Regions from separate parts of the Rattus norvegicus genome. Here region 2 is linked to region 1. A link is a contact called in public Hi-C data. All regions are on one chromosome and are shown on one strand. Each heading gives the region's core, a stretch centred on a gene start, on an enhancer-like site or on the middle of the called end of the contact. The rest is flanking DNA. Distances are from core to core; before and after follow the strand shown. Region 1 overlaps Ptprd (protein tyrosine phosphatase, receptor type, D). Region 2 overlaps Ptprd (protein tyrosine phosphatase, receptor type, D).

The links. Hi-C and Micro-C count contacts between places; a contact is called where the count stands out from the background.
Region 2: a Hi-C map of psoas muscle shows a contact between it and region 1, with 2.9 times the contacts expected there. The contact joins two enhancer-like sites.

The regions. Positions count from the first base shown.
Region 1 is chr5:95,440,788-95,446,039 of GRCr8, reverse strand. All of the region lies in intron 11 of Ptprd (protein tyrosine phosphatase, receptor type, D), which reads left to right. LOC134486943 (a long non-coding RNA gene) reads left to right here. Exons shown (of 2, transcript XR_010066537.1): 2 at 1-3,640. Among named protein-coding and RNA genes, the nearest start is that of Dmac1, 1.2 Mb to the right of the region's middle. Within about 2 kb of position 2,524, at least 12 of the 93 cell types and tissues checked have an H3K27ac peak or open chromatin away from gene starts, as enhancers often do.
Region 2 is chr5:95,592,839-95,598,090 of GRCr8, reverse strand. All of the region lies in intron 10 of Ptprd (protein tyrosine phosphatase, receptor type, D), which reads left to right. Among named protein-coding and RNA genes, the nearest start is that of Dmac1, 1.3 Mb to the right of the region's middle. Within about 2 kb of position 2,165, at least 55 of the 93 cell types and tissues checked have an H3K27ac peak or open chromatin away from gene starts, as enhancers often do.

The DNA of each region.
Region 1 (5,252 bases), core at 1,275-3,774:
GATTTGAAAACTTAATTTCCATTCTTGGCATTCTAAAGAACACCAGATATTATTCAGTATTCTCATTGTTTTACTGCAGACATCTTCCTATAAATGTGAATGTGTGTAAATGAACCCGTCTTTCTTTCAAGTGATGCCAATCCAGTTTTACCTCCTTTCTGCTTTCTGCCCCAACTATTATACTCTTTAGCCATGTGACGGTGTGATTTTAGACTGTGTGAGTGAATTAAGGCCCCTTGGTATTGTTTCAGTGTCCTGGTTCTTGTCTTCAAGGTTACACCATGTTAATGTGAAGAGCAGATTTCATTCATTTTGATGACTAAATAGCATTTCTTGGTTCATATTATCCAAATGCCTTTGCCCATTAATATATTGATATACTTTAAGGTGAATCACATTTTGTGACTTCGACTAATGATGCTGGCCTAAACAGTAATGTGGTGATGTCTCTGCACCATATTGAATTCCTTTCTTTTGGACTCGCCAGATCATAAAGTACTTCTATTTTTCTGCTGTGCTTGATGAACTTATCCACTGTTTTCCATGATGACTGTGCTCATTTCTATCCCTACTAATGTTGCGCATGGGTCCCTTGAACTCCACATACTTGTCAACACGTGTTCTCTTCTATCTGCTTGGTAACAGCAGCTCTAACAGGTGGGAAGTGATGCTGCATGACTTATGTGCACATCGCCTGACACAGAGCTGGCTGTCAGTTACTGACTGGCTGAATGGGGAACAGGTGTGGATTTCACATAGCTTAACACATGTATTTTTCTTAGGCAGAGGCGCCTCTTAAGGCTCCCAGAGTATAATCAGTTATTCTGCCTGGTTCAAGGTGGCTTCATACATAAGGTGTAAAATCTTAGCACTGCAATCTGTGGGCAATTTAGTACTGTGGGCACTGCACGAAGAGTCCTGTTCAAGGACTCAGTGTTGTCCTAAGAAAGTTTGGTTCCTAACTTACAGCTCTATGGACAGGGGTAGCGCCTTTAGCGTGTGGGACGTGTTGGAATGAAGATGGGTCACTGGGGATTATTAGGATGCCACTCTACACCTTATCTCCCAGATAACACAATTGAACAATTTTGCCCTTTCCTGAGGCTCCACCTCACCCAGTGCTAGAAAAAGAGGGTTTTTAGCATCCTCCACAGAGAAAAGCCATGAGCCAAAAAAAAAAAATCCTGTTCTTCTCTTAAGTTGGTTTTTACAGGTAACTTGTCTGGTACAGAACTCTGAGTAGCACAAAAAGCAAGTAACAGCTAGTATAACCAATGCAAAAGCTGAGGGAGATGTGAGGTGAAAGATATGAATGCTGTAATATGTGTCTCATGATGGTGGCGCTGATGATTCATGAATTATATTATTATTGGTGTTATAGTACTAATATTATTTTGAGACTATGATTAAACAACCTTGTCTCTGTGAGGAAGACCCAGACCACAGACTTTCCGAAGTTGGATTTAGCAGTTTGGTCCTTCTTTCTGAGTCTGGGGCTTGCTTATTATGTGACACATCCTATATGACCTGAGCCTAGAAATCTGACAAAAACGCGCAGGTTATGTTGGCTCTGCTGACTCTGCTGGGGCAGCACCAACCGAGAAGCAAGCTGGAACCTCAGCTTCTGTTACCTTTAGGACAGAGGGGAGAAGTCCGCCAATGCAGGTAGGCGGGCTCTGTAGGTGCGTACTCTTAGACTGTCCTCAGAGGAAGTTGTCGTTACTAGTTAGTGCAAATACTGTTCAAATCCTTCCAGACTTCCTCGGCTCCCCACACTTCTCTGTCCTGATTTCTTATGCAATCTGAATGTCTCAGTCTGTGTAATAAAAAAAAAAAATACTGCTGTCTGGTGGAATTTGAAAGAGACTTTATAGTCTCCCGTGCTTACTTTGAAGTAACTTAAATCATAGAAACCAGGTGACCATAGGGACACATTGCTGTCTTTGGCCATTGATTGCTTTAGAGAGACATGATTTGGTTTAAAACCTGCAGTTCTCGCTATCTCCTGCCTATCCTGTAACACAGCTCCTATGGCCAGAGAATTATTCAACTAACCACGCAGGCTTCTTGAAGGCAGAGAGGGGCCAGATCACCTGTAACTTGCTCCCACCTATTTTACTGCAGCAGCTAAAGAAAATGCCAAAAATCAAAAGAAGTCTTTCAGGCCCTCGGTTCAAAATAGAAAGTCTGGACAAAGCTAATTGATTTTAGGCTCACTGTTGTTCATTATCTTAATTAGTCTAGGCAATTAAAACATTAATTGATTGGAGTTGATCCCTTGCTAACAAACAGTAAAACTGCTTTTTGGCTTGATTCTCTAAGAAGTACTGTTTCATGTATCCATGCTCTTCTTCAGCTGAGGCATCTACACTGTGAAGAAGTGTCCTTTTATTCCGTCCATCCCATGGGAACTGTGGCGTAGGAATGTTCTGCTCTCTTGACATAGAACTGTAGCTACTGCAGTCCATCAACAATATCAGTGCAATCCGAACCTGGCTACGGTTGCTTAACACTGTCTGCTAAAGCGAGCAGCTGCAGCGTCTCCAGTGACAAGCTGGACTTGGCAGTGGGCTTCCCTAGGCTGCTGTGCTTTGCTTGGGTACTTCTGTGAAACTGACGGATTGTTCCTGCGGGGCATGTGTTCGTATAACTCACACCTTGGGATTGTATTTTCTTTCTCAGGTTCAAAGCCTTGTATAATCACTGCTTCCTAACTAAATGAAGTGCTTTGGAAACTGCAGAGTCCCCTTGAGTCTGAGAAAGGGATGGGGGAGGGGCAGGCTTGGAGGGCTCCAGGTAGATCTTGTAACTTTATTAGGAGGGGCTGTGGAAGAGCTAGTTCAAGTGTGAAAATCTCTTTAAGAATGAACTACTAATCCAATAATTACAGTATTCTAATCAGACTAATGATGCAGAAGAAAGGCAGCAAGGGCTTGCTTTAACAGGAAAAATAAGTAAAGCTCCCTGAAAATCCTGGTGTATTTTATTTCAGAAGAATTTCTGCAATAAGTTGGTTGATCTCTTAGATGTGAGGCTTGCCTTTTTCATTTGATGCTATCTTTTATTAGGTGCCCCTAGAAAATAATCATGGAAATAATGAAATTCTCGATTGGCAATTGGCTTTTAGCTTTCTTTTTGGTCAGTTTGAGTACTTTGTATTTCAAGTTGATACAACAGCCTAGCAGTCAGAGCACAGTAAGATTGAAATGGACATCGGCCTTGGCAGTGACACACTGGTGACACTGTGCGGCATAGTCAGCCTCTTTGTTGTTATTGACATGGCTGTGATGACTCTACTCAGAATAAAGTTCAGAAAACAAATGTAAATCCTAGATATTATTATTTAGTAATTTAGAGACTTATGCTTATTGTATCTCCAGTACTTAGTTATGGCTGCTGTCTCATCTAAGAAAAAGAATTATATTTATTTTATAATTATAAAGATATCTTCTGTATAGATGCACATATACCATCCTGAGAAATGTTCACTATGAGCAGGATGAGTGATCCTTCTTTGCTCTCAATGTAGAAGTGTTTAATTGCTCTCTAGTCTGGGAAGAACATGGGTCTTTCCTATTTATAATTTGCTACTGATTTCTTTCATTCTTTTTGTACTAGAAATGCTGATGCAAAAGTGAAATATTATATTCCCTAACTAATTCAAATTCGCAATGTGTGTTACTTGGTATTGTAACTCTGGGGAATTGGTTTTATAAAAAGATTTGTCTGTTTGTATTTTTAATTTGAAAATATGGAGTAGTTAGGTTTAGAAATACATTTTGGTTGGTGATAAAACATTCCTGTTGAATTAGTGTGCTGACCCTGTAGGAGGAACACAAATTTGATAATCTTGAGGTGGGTGAGACCAAGAATAAGCCTCCCAAAGCAGAGCAACTGTAATAAAAGTCGAAGATAGGATGTATTCCCCATTTTTGTGGATGTTTTGAATATTGTTTATGAAATGAAAATGGAACAAAAGAGAAGAAAGTATACTTGAGAGCCCATGATCTGATTTGCTTTCCAGTTAGAGCTCACAACCTGGAGATCCTGGAGTGTTTTCCATGTCCCCTCTGGGGAGTGCTTTCTAAAATACAGCCTCATTCATCTCCTTGCAGTGCTTAGTCTTAATTATGTACCTTCTAAGGGCGTCCCCTTGTCTATCTTAAAACCCATGTGACTTTATGTCATAAGGTAGAATATGGGAAAACTTGTCCTTTCTGATTTCCAGAACAGAATACCTATTACTTCTTAACCTGGTTGCCTCTCCCAACTGTCCCACTTTTCCTCTCATTTACACTTTTTTTTGAAGTTAAGTTTGGCTGGAGTTCAGGCCATGACAGGGAGGATAAGCTGGGAGGAGGAGGAGGATGACGACAACGATGATGACAACGACAAGGACAGCATCCTACCCTTTGGGGAGGGCAGTCCATCAAGAGAGAGCAGATAGTTGATTTTTCTGATATCCTAAGGGATGTGGAGCAGAAAAGTAAACCGAGTTTTAGAAAAACAGAAGGCAGAATAAGCAAGCATAGGAAGGCAGTGCCTTGGGTATGACAGATATGGATAGTAAGGGAGGAAGAAGGAGACACCAGATTTCTGCTATGATCACTTGGCTGATGCCTGTCATGCTTATGGAGAGAGAATAAAGCATTAAAGGAGAATGAGTATTTTGGCTGAATGAGGGCTTAGAAAGAGGTCCCCCCAGATAAATAATGAGAATTAGCTGGAAGTGTGGATCCAGACTCAAGGTTAAGGTATGAGTTGTTTTTAGAGTAGTCACTCGTATGGAAATCCTAACAGAGACAAAAGAATGGACAAAGTTAGCTAAAGAATACAGAAATAGGTAACTGCAAGACTCTTCCCTTGGGTGGGCCAAGTTTTTGAGCAGGAATATAGATGATGTTGGGGAAACTATAGAAAAAACAAAGGCAATAGGAAAATTTCATGGAGCCTTGCCTTGTAGACCTCACATGTGGATCCTCCCCACGGTTCTGAGCATGCCTCCTGATATAAATGGGGGGAAAAGCACTGCTGGGGGCGGGGAAGTGGAATACTGTTAGAATGTAAGGGAGATTTCCACAGTCTCCTTTCATTTTTCTTCAGCACATAAAACTAAAAGTTGAATCTTTTTAATGTAATGTTGTAAGTACTTATTTAAAAAGAAAACAGCAAGCAACTGTGTGTCTAGACATTATAATCTTTTCCCCTCTTTTTGCTGATCTCTTCAAAGACTAGTCTGTATAGCCCCATCC
Region 2 (5,252 bases), core at 916-3,415, 150 kb before region 1:
TCTAGATGAGAAAAGTAGGGTCACTAGTTCATGAGGGAGGATGTGCCAATAAGGGAGACAATCTGTAGTTTATATACTGGAGGAGAGTGATTTACCAAGAAGCTCAGATTTCTAGATTAACTCTGAGGGCAGAGAGATTAGACAGTTCATTGTCTCTGTTCAAGCTTTCAGTGGGTTCCATCCAAAACTTGGTTAAACATGGCTTGGAACTTGCACAATAATGCACTTCTTTGTGGTTCTCACTGTAAGGCTAACCATTCAAAGAGGAGGAAATGGAGGTTAAAAAACAATAAGGGAGAGTTGGTCGAGGGTGCTTCTTTACTCCCAACATGTTGAGAAACTAAACGACATCTCATAAGACTCCTTCCAAACGGTATGCCTTCGTTTTGCAGTGTACAGGACAAGAGGAATACTGACCATCCATTCAGTAATTTTCAAGTGCACAGCATGCAGAGGACTGAAGCAGATACACAGGCAGCTAGAGACGACAGTCAGGGTGCTAGATACTGGACCACTAGGTTGCTTCTAAAGAGGTCTGCTTACCTTTGCTCCTTCCAAGACTGTTCGAGTCTGCAGGAGTAAGTGCTGTTTGCATTGGCTGGCCTGAACACAGAATGAGCAGTGGAGGTGGCTTGAAGGCCCAGGCTTCGCTTCACTTGACCTTTCTCATGGTGTTCCTAATGAATTTTGATGGGCTGGTTGCCAGTGGAGGCTTCCAGCTGCTGACTTCCCCCACATGCTGGAGATCATATGAGTAAGGAAGAAGCTTAAACACGTCTTTTAGCTAGCAATCCGCACCAGGCACCTTTTCCACCCTGGTCCAACCATTGGTGCCTGTCTGGAGAGGTTTTTGTTGTCTTTCAGGAAAGCCGGAGAGCAGTGCTTTGCTAACATAAGAGCAAGTAGTTGAAAGCACCCTAGGAGTTTTCACACCAAGATTTGGGTACTTCCCTTCCTTCCTCTCTGCCTTCAAAGTAAGGATCCTACAGAAAAGTCCAAGAAGGAGGATGCCAAGGTGAACTGGGATAGACACAACTCAGTCTCATCAATGAACGCCCCTTGTATTATTCAACTGCTTTGAATAGGGCGCGACCAGCCTTTCTTCCTCCTGTGCTTCAGGAAGCAGAGCGGGAAGCGCCCGGGTGTGCATGTGCCTGCACCAGGATGAGTTGAGTGAATCTGAGAGGGTCTTTTCTGGCTGGGTGGAAGGATGTTGGGGAGTGACGTCACCCAGCCCCCTCCCCTTCTCCTCTCTCTCTCTCTCTCTCTCTCTCTCTCTCTCTCTCTCTCTCTCTCTCTCTCTCTCTCTCTCCTGCTTGTGTGCGCGCGCACGCGCTGTGTTTCGAGTGTGTTGTGGTGTGTGTTTGTGTGTGTGTGTGTGTGTGTGTGTGTGTGTGTGTGTGTGTGTGTGTGTGTACACGCGCCCCTTCGCCCAGTTCTCCAGCCTGTCCCTCCTTACTCCAGCTGTCTGGCCCTCAGTAAGTGAGGTCCAGATTGAAGGTTCGCCAGCGGGCGCAGCGGACTGGCTCTCCCCGCCCGGGACGCACCCACACTCACACTCGGGCTCAGACGGCACGCACACACAATCCCCAAGCGCTGGGCACAGCGATTCCGTGGGATCTCCAGCAGTTACGAGGATTTTAGAAATCACCCAGACAAGGAAACAAAGAGAGAAGCCTAGAAAATTACTTTCCTGAGCTCCCTCATTTCATTTCCCCAACCGAGCCACCTCGCCGGCAACTGTGACCGCCAGGTTCCCGCCAGGTTCTAGGTGTGGGCTGGCCACTCCGTCCTGGCTCCGGCCAGTGCAATCCGGACCCCACTCCCGAGCTGCAGGCACCCCTCGCCCGCCCCTCTCACCCCCGCGGGCCTCAGTATCGGGTTATCTCGCTCGCGCTTCACTTTTGGGGGGAAGAAGACAAGAACCGGAGGGAGGCGCTGAGGGGGGCAGCCGAGTTGCTATTTGTGGCCAAAGAATCTGCTTTAAAAGCAGCGGCGGCGGCAGCAGCAGGAAGGAGGAAACGGGAGAGGCGGAGGGAGGAGGCGAGACGCGGCCGGACCCCCCAGCAGCGCGCCGGAGCAGCCGCGCGAGGAGGAGGAGGAGGGCGCGGAGGAGCGTGGAGGAGCGGGAGGAGCGTGGAACAGCGGGAGGAGCGGGAGCGGCGGCGAGCGGCGGGCGCCAGGGCCGAGGACACGGCGCTGGCAAAGGGAGGCGGGGCGCTCGGCAGCACGGCCGGGACTCCCGCGGACTCGCCACTTGCGGCTGCCGCGCGGGCTGGGCGGCGGCGGCTGCGGGACTGAACAGCCGCCCGGAGGCGGCACGGCCTCGGAGGGCTGGAGCGCGGTGTTGGGAGCCGCGCGGGCGGCGGCTGCCCCGAGCCGACGTGAACAGGTAAGCCGTCCGGGTTCTGGAGCCCGGAGCCCGCCTAGCCCGGGACCGCCGAGTGCCCGGAGCGACTCCGCTCCGGATTCTGCTCAGCCACGGTTCGGCGATTTGCCCCGGGCGGCAGCGGCCCGTTCTGGAGGGCGATTTTGGTTGATTCTCTGCTCTGAACTGGTGCGGAGAAGGAAAAATAGGAGGCACTTGAGGGTCCGTGGCTGCCTGTGGGAGGGGGATTGTTTGGAGCGCTTTCTGTAGCCGGATAGGAGCTCTAGTTCTGCTGCGGGAATCTGGTGTACTCACACACACTCGTACCAGGGAAAGGAAACGCATAATTTATTACGAAGAGTTGAAGTAGTAGGAAACAATTCAAAAAGAAAGCCACCAACCAAAGATTCTTTGCTTTGCTACACGCTGATAGTAGGCTTTTCCATAGACATGCTAAAAACAACAACAAAAACTTGCCCTGGTTCTTCTCCGCGATGTTGATTTTATTTTAAATCTTTAACAAGTGAAGTCAGTTTTTGTTCTGCTTAGATTTTTTTTTTTGTAAGTATGAGCTTGGTTTTCATCAATCGTGTGTTCTAAATTACAAATAGTAGTGCCATTCTTCAAAACCCGGACTATCACAACCCACTTGTGTTGTTTCCAGTTCGCCCCCCACTACTCTACTTGCCTAACATTTCCTGTTGCCTGGGTTTCTTGACTGGGTTATATCCCCCAACCACATCTACAATCTGCACCTTAAAGGGATCACTGGCCCTGTATTTGCTCTTAAATTGTTTATCTTTTCTCTTTTACGTGCTCCGATAGCTAATGCTAGGGAAGTAAGAGGCAGCAGCTCACACATTTTGAGCCCTTTAGTAACTAGTAACTGTTTAGTTCACGGATTTGAGGTTGTAATTAGCTACAAAGGCAGACTTTGGTGTATTCTTTTTTGCCCGTCTGTAGCACAACTACGCTGATTCCCTTCAACCAGAGGTTCTTCTGGTGGTGTGCCTATTTCTCTGTCTCAGAGTGCACACACCAAGGTCTCAACTTGATGCAAATCCAGGATGGTACACCCAAACTCACAACATTCTGATTTAAACGAATCTTTAAATGATCCCAATTGTGAAAGCACTATTGATCTTCAAGGGAAAGCATCTTCCTTTGAACAGATCTCTTCTATGGCCCCATATTGTACCAAAAGGAAGCACATTTTTTATGCTCTGTATCCAAATTCTTGAAACAGATCTCCTAAATGGACAATAAAATTTCCCCTGCCTCCTGCCTCCCATAATCATGTACTGTACTGTCCTTTTCAACGGAGCTAGCAATTCTGTGACAGATTTTTTAAATTCACCCGCATGTTATCATCTATTATTGTACTTTCAAAGTGTGAAATTGACAAGCTGGTCACTTTCATGAATTCAGCTGTCAGATTGTGTCCAGTTAAAAATTGCTAAAAGCTGTAAATGTGCTTGCCTGGAATTTTCTTTTGTGAAGGAAAGACACAGGGGGATGGAGAATTAAAGGGTGTTTTTAATTGTAAATATTTTTAAATGGGTGCTGTTATGGGACACACATTGAGATTTCTATAACCATAAAAGAAAAGTATCATTTAGATTTGCCTATCTAATTTAAAATAATGAGCACTTAATATAAAGCCCTTAGTAATGGTGATACAATAGAAATGGGTTTCAAATAGGAAAAGTAGCCCGCAGATGTATTTTAAGGCAGATGAGTGAGATACTACTTTCTAATGACATGTAACGAAGCAGATGTGTCAACTGTCCTATTGTGGCAGTCATGGCAAAAATTCTTGGCCAGTGAAGTTGACAATTAATAAAAGTAATGAAGTGTGTGTGTGTGTGTGTGTGTGTGTGTGTGGGTGTGCATAAAATTATAAATACAGAACTGCTTAAAATAATGCATGCCATGATTTGACATGCTTTTTAAGATAGACACTCATTGAAAATCAAAATACCCCAAAGTCTAGAACTAAAAATTGGATTCCCCTCAAGTGCTGCTATTCACTAAGCCACTAGGGGCCTGTATAACTGTTCTTATATTCAGGAGACACCTTGCAATGGCTTACACAAACCCTTCCTAGAAGACATTTAAGAAAAATTCAAGTAGGCAGTTCTGTAAGTTGTTTTTTCCTTTTCCTTAAGAAAAACCCAAACCCATGCTCTGACGTTAGCTGTGGATGGATTGAAGGATATTTTGAGAATTTTATTGAGGTGTTCTATGGCATTCTGGTGGTATTAGGGTAATTTTCCATATAGACTCTGAAACAAAAAAAAATTACGCAGATTCTTATAAGATGCCTGTTTCTTAGTTTATGGTAAAATAAAACATGGGAAAAAACATAAATAACTTTTTCTAATTGGTCCAATAACGATATTGCTTACCCAAGGCAGGTTTAGAAGATAAACGAAGCAGAGTTACTTTAAAGGAAGTATGTACACGGATTAATTGTGTGATTGGAATGCTTTTGAAAGTGCTGTGTAAGTTTGTGAGGAAGGAGACACCAAGTCTCTTAAGTCTAGTTTAGACAGCATTTGAGTGACCTGGACTGAGGATGCTGTGTACATCTTTAGTGTCAGTTTCAAAAATCTGAAATTGACCAGCTGTGCCAATCCTGATGACGTTAGACAGTAAGATCAAGTCTACTTGCACTGATCTTCTGTTGCTTTCCAGTTTTTTTCAAATTGAAACGGGTGATTCTTTGTAGAAGAACACACTGTAAATATTTCCATATTGGATTCCTTCAGACTTACTTGACCGATCATGGCACTGAACGACTTTGTACTTTAAAGGATAAATGTGGAATTATCAACACTGTCTTATGTGAAAAATGCCACCCTAAGAAAGATCGATTCCTCAA